Linked DNA regions of Sus scrofa: region 1 is linked to region 2. The links are chromatin contacts, called in public Hi-C maps. All regions are on one chromosome and are shown on one strand. The core of a region is the stretch at or near the end of the contact, and the rest is flanking DNA. Distances in the headings are between cores, read along the strand shown.

The links. A called contact is a pair of places that touch in the nucleus more often than the background predicts.
Region 1: a Hi-C map of skeletal muscle shows a contact between it and region 2, with 7 times the contacts expected there. The contact joins the enhancer-like site here to the promoter of SEMA7A in region 2. A contact is called at or near these places in 5 of 5 promoter capture datasets (fetal liver, fetal skeletal muscle, liver and 1 more), 36 of 47 Hi-C or Micro-C datasets (adipose tissue, alveolar macrophages, blood and 17 more) and 2 of 2 datasets of contacts at active chromatin or transcription factors (alveolar macrophages and skeletal muscle).

Annotation. Positions count from the first base shown.
Region 1 is chr7:59,138,990-59,141,689 of Sscrofa11.1, reverse strand. No RefSeq gene overlaps it. Among named protein-coding and RNA genes, the nearest start is that of CYP11A1, 35 kb to the left of the region's middle. Within about 2 kb of position 1,274, at least 6 of the 83 cell types and tissues checked have an H3K27ac peak or open chromatin away from gene starts, as enhancers often do. A contact at or near this core is called in skeletal muscle, where this site is marked.
Region 2 is chr7:59,093,547-59,096,246 of Sscrofa11.1, reverse strand. It overlaps SEMA7A (semaphorin-7A), which reads right to left and starts at 1,328. Exons shown (of 14, transcript XM_021099054.1): 1 at 1,096-1,328. The coding sequence starts at 1,276.

The DNA of each region.
Region 1 (2,700 bases), core at 25-2,524, 45 kb before region 2:
TCATGCTGACGTCCCGTCTGAGTCTGGCCGATATCCTAGTGCTCTCAAATTGCATTCAGAATACCCCTCCCCACCCCACTGCCACCATCATCCTAATTCAGTGCCATCACCTTTGGTGTGGACCACAATAAGAGCTTCAAATTGAAAGTCTCTTCCCCCTTCTGGGGCTTCGATCACACTGACATTGTGGGTAAAGCAGGCCTCCGGGGGCCCCCTCCACTTCAGCTACCTTAGCTCTTCCTCAGCCCCTTCTACTCCACCTGCTCAACCAGTCTTTGTTCCTCTGTTCCCTCTGCCTGGGATTCCTCTCCCCTCTCCCCACCCCCAGGCTTTGCCCAATTATTACCTACTCTTCAGGTTTCAACCCACGTTACCTCCTCCAGGAAGCCTTCCCTGATCTCTCAGCTAAGTCCAATTCCCTATTACCTGTACCCCTGGCACCATGCATCCCTCTCTCTAGCCCTTGTCAGAGTTGCATGTATGTTGTGAGGTTTAGTCGTGGGGTAAATGGTGAGTCTCCCCCTCCCCCACTAGATCGGAACTAGGTCTAGGTTGGCCTCCATCCCCCCTGCAGCATGTGGCACAGCGCTAGGCACATAATAGACACTCAGTAAACAGGCACTGAATGGATGGATTCCCCAGCCAGCAGGATGACCTGTAGTGAGTCTGCAGCCCCTCTTCTCCCATCCCCCAACCCTACCCTACAAGGCCACAGGTCCTCTCTCTCCGACCCTTCTCATCTGGAATCCTCAGAGCCTCCTAACTGTTAGGCTCTGCGGTGGGACAGGGCAGACAGCCTGCCCCCAGACCCCAAGATCAGGGCCAGACTCAAGACCCCCATAAATTCCCCAACAGGAGCCAGAGATAGCCTCAGTGACACAATGGCCATGATCTAGTCCCTCAGAGGAGCCTTCCTCCCTGAGTTTACATCTGACTACTGTTTCCCACTCAGGGCCTGTGGCCCTCAGAGACTGTCTAGCCTCCGCCTAGAGCCAGATGACCAGAGAGGGCCAGGGCCCAGCCCAAAGTCCCACAGCAAGGCTGCCACAGAGCCTCAAGAATCCAGGGCGACAGCTTCAGCTAGGGTTCTCCCCGTGCTATAATAAACGGGGCTATTTTTAGGAAGCTAATTAGCAAGTCAAATATGACTCCTGCTAATAATAATGCCACCTTTATGCTTTTCAGTCTCTGTGTCACCTCATTTGCTCCTGTGACAGCCAGGTGGGCTGGGCAGTGAAGCAGGAGATGATCTCATTAGAAAGGCATAGTCCAAAGAGAGGAATTGGCTTGCCCTCCAGCCCATCCCACAAGGCAGCTCAGTGATACCCCCAGCAGGGCACGGTGTCCCAGAGGCTCCTGTCCCCTGGCCCCAGCAGCCCTCCATGTCAGCTGTAGACCCAAACTTGCCTTTTTACATCCTTAAGACTCAGATAGGCTCAAGGCCTTGTATCTACCAGTGTGCTTTCCCCCGCAAATCTCTAGCTTCTGCCAGGGATCGTTCTGGGCAAAGAGGCATGGGCAGCCGAGCTGTGCAGCCTGGGTTACCCCTCAACCTGGGACCCTGGTTGGAGAGAATGACAGCTTCATCCCCAAAGGGGCTGAGGTCAAGTCCAGCTCCTCATCCTGCAGCCCCACTTCCTGTCCATACCCCCTCCCCTGCTGAAAATCCTGGAACATCTATCTGATGACATCAGACAGGGCCGGATGAATATCAACATGAGGTCAGATCCTCGACTGCTTCCTGAGCCCTTCCCAGAGAAGGAAGGTGCTTCCCACCAGGATGCAGGTGTCGTTCTGCCTGGGAAATGGAGTAGGGGGCAGGGCGTGCCTCTTCTCAGGTGGGCAACGGGGGCATGGGTGGGTGCTGTGAGCATCATGAGCCCCAAGGGCTCAGCACATGCTGAGGAGGGTGGCAGGGTAAGGCCAAGAGGGTCCACGGGCTGGTTCCCAGAAGCCTTGAATCACAAAACAAGGACCCATTGTCATGGGTCCTTCACCCAGCCTGGCCGGGGAGCTCTGCGGTGGGGAGGGCTTCTCAGAAAGGGGGCACTGTGGGGTCTCAAGGGCCACCAGGAGGGGGAGATGGCCACAGCAGGTGCAAAGGTGTGGAGAAGAGGATGGGTTCAGTGTTCCCTCTTGGGTTAAGGCCGCTGGTCTGCGTCCCACCTGAGCCAGGTAGGCTGGCCTGCAAGGGGAGAATCGGGGTCCCCCACAGGTGATGACCACCCCCGGCACTGCTCCCCATCATGGAGTCTCTTCACTGACTGACAGATCAGTGACTGGTCCCTGTTGGGCCAGCAGGGAGGGGCCGCTTGCCAGGAAGGGAGACGAGGCCCATCCTGGTGAGGAAGGAGGTGAGGCCTCCCAGGAGAGCCTGGGGGTGAGGGGTGCCCCTCCCTCCCTCTGTTACCTGGCAGGACGAGGCAGTCACTCCTGATCCTGGCCCCAGACCCAGTTCCCACCAACGAGGAGCCCCCACACCTGACAGGGGACAGCGATGATGCTGCCACAGCAAGAATGAGGCCATCAGTGAACAAAGACGGGGATGGGGACTGCGTCTGCAGGAGTCATTCCTGAGGTGGCAGTGGGCACCTCGGCCACATGGCTGAGGGAGGAGGCATGAGATCACCTCCCCCTTGAGGGTCCCGTCCAGAGTGTTTCTGATCACGTTCTTGGGATCAGGGCTGCCCTAGACCCCTC
Region 2 (2,700 bases), core at 79-2,578:
AGAATACCTGCCCCAGATAATGCTCAGGCTCCTGCAATCCCTGCAAACCGCCTCAGGCATCAAAAGGCTCCCAGAGAGACCAGACCTACCATTCCCACCCCCACTGCCAGTCCACCACCACCACAGGGGGGCTGCAGCACCTGCCAAATTTGGGGACAGAGCATAGTCGTCCTGGGGGTGGGGAAGCATTTTTGTGCAATGCAGGGAACTTCAGTCCCTTGCAACACAAAACCTCAAAACCTACCCAGCCAGCTTTTTGACCCATTGTACAGTGATCTAAACTGAGGCGCCCCTGGGGAGACTTCGGTCCCCCAAGTTCACATATCCACCAGGGCCTAAAAGCTGCAGCCCCTTGCCAGATCCCCTACCTGGGGGTCCCAGTGGCCGCGCCCCACCCAACTGGCACTGCCCCCCATGCTGGCTCGGATTCCTGGTGACAACTGCCACGTGCGGACAAGGGGGGAGCGGCGGGTCCCAGCATTGCAGAGGCAGCGCCGGGGTGCCTGAAGCCTCCGCACGGAGCCACGTCCCGGCTCACTACAGGGTACCCACCCCTTTACCCGGCCCGCGCTTGGGGCCGGGGCGGGGGCAGGGGCAGGCAGCGGGGTCTTTGTTCCCGCAGCCGGAGCGCAGCGGCGGCGGCAAAGGGTCCGCGCCCCCCTTGCCGGCCCAGCCTGCGCCCTGCGCGACAGCGGAGCCCATAGCTCAGAAAGAGAGGAGCTGGGTGGGGGTCCCGGCAGGAGAAAGGATTCTGCACAGAGGCCTCAGCGCTGGAGGACTGAGAGCGCCTCGGGGCCGAGAGAAGGGCCCTCTCCCTCCCCCCTGCACCCCCGCGCTGCGGCTCCCGGCTGCGGGCGGACTTGGAGTGACTTAGCCGGGGCTCCAGCCCTTGCCGCTCGCTCGCCGCAGCGTCACAGCCCGCTCCGGCGTGGCAGCGGGCACACTCACACATTCACCCAGACCCACACGCTATCCGCGGGGACAGCCCAGGACCTGCATAGCCGCGCGCACGCACTCTCTCCAGTGCTGCACACTCCGCACCCGCCCCGCGCGGCATCGGATCTCGAGCCGCGCTGCAAGCGCGGCGCCACCTACCTTTCCAGACAGCAGAGATGCGGGGTCCGCTCTTCGAGTGGCCTTGAGAGGCGGCGGCCGTCCAGAGCGGCAGCAGCAGCAGCAGCAGCAGCCGCAGCGGGAGCCCGGACCGAGCCTGCGGACTGGGAACGCGGGCGCGCGGGGCGCCGAGGGCGGCGCATCCGGGCGGAGGCGGTGTCATCCCGCGGCCCCGGAGCAACGGCGGAGAGCAGCCGAGACTGAGCCAGCGCCCGACCGCAGGCAGATCCAACGAGAGGAGGCGGAGTCAAACGCCTGACCCCACCCCGCCCCTCCCCCGTCCCTCTCCGACTTCCCCACCCGCTGGCTTAGGGGTAAAGCAGTGACCGCTGTCAGGGGAATCTTCGACACCCCTTTCCTGGGCAACTCCACGGGGATAACCTGGGGGAAGGGGAGCAAGACAGACTTGTGGTCTCCTGTGATCGGCGCCAGGTCCTGTCCCCTCTCAAGGCCTTAGATTTACTCCCCCCACCCCAGGAAGGGATTGGCCTAGAAGTCAGAGAGGACCTCTCCTGAGGGAACAGACAACCTCGATAATGATCAGCTAAGTGGACTCTGAAGGCTGTGGTTCTCAGAGGATGGGCTGACCTGAGTGGACACGGCTCCTCTGAGCCTATAAGAAGGAACAAGACGCTTTCCCCTAAGGAGGGGGTGTGGGTTTTGGGCAGAAGGTCGATAATCTGTAGGGAGCACTCAGAGCCCCATCCTTGCTCAGCTGTGAGAACACGGAATTTTCATCTTGGCCTGGCTCCCTCCCCGCCTTTCTCCTCCCTTCCCCAGCCAGCAGCCTTCTGGGCTGCCTCCCCCCCAGCCAGCTGGTGTGTGCTCAGAAAATCCAAACTCATTTCCATGTGAGTGGAGGGGGATATAATTAAGAAGTCCCCTTCCCCAAGCAGAAAGAGAGGGGAGCATCCTGCGTGCCCAGGACTCACTGTTGGGAAGGCAGAGTCAGTCAGACCAGCTTTAAGGGATCTCTGCCCACAAGATGCATAGTTAGTGCTCAGCTATGCAGGCAGCCTGATGACCCCACCATGACCCCCTGCATAGGGTCCGGGCCAGTCCCTCTACAGTCACCTGAACAGCCCAGGCAGCTCTGCTTTCAGCTCACCTATTCAGAGCCATGTGCCTGCCTTTCTAAAGGAGTCTTCTCTCCCTCAAGCCAGAGAGGTCCCAGACCCACCTCTGCATCTGCCCAAGGTAACCATGGATGAAAAAATCCACTTATCCAGTGCCTACTGGATGCTTACCCCCAGGTGGACTGCACAGAGAAGAGACAGGGTGAGGAGTAAGTAGCAGAGGTGCACTGCAGCCTTCAAGACCCACAGACCTAGCTGGACTTGAGTCACACGCTGCAGACACCACCAGAGACAGAGAGCAGCCTGTCCTGGCCTCAGCTCCAGCTCCAAACCTCTGCCCTGCTCCATGGCCAAGAAGAGGTTATCATCAGGAAGTTCTGCCTTACCATTCCATATTTTGCTTCCAGCTATCCCCTCCTGCTTCCCTAAGTGTCACCAAAATACACCAACAGGCCAAAAGGCGAAATCAAGATGGCTCCAGAGATCATGCAGGACTAAGTTCCTGGCTCAC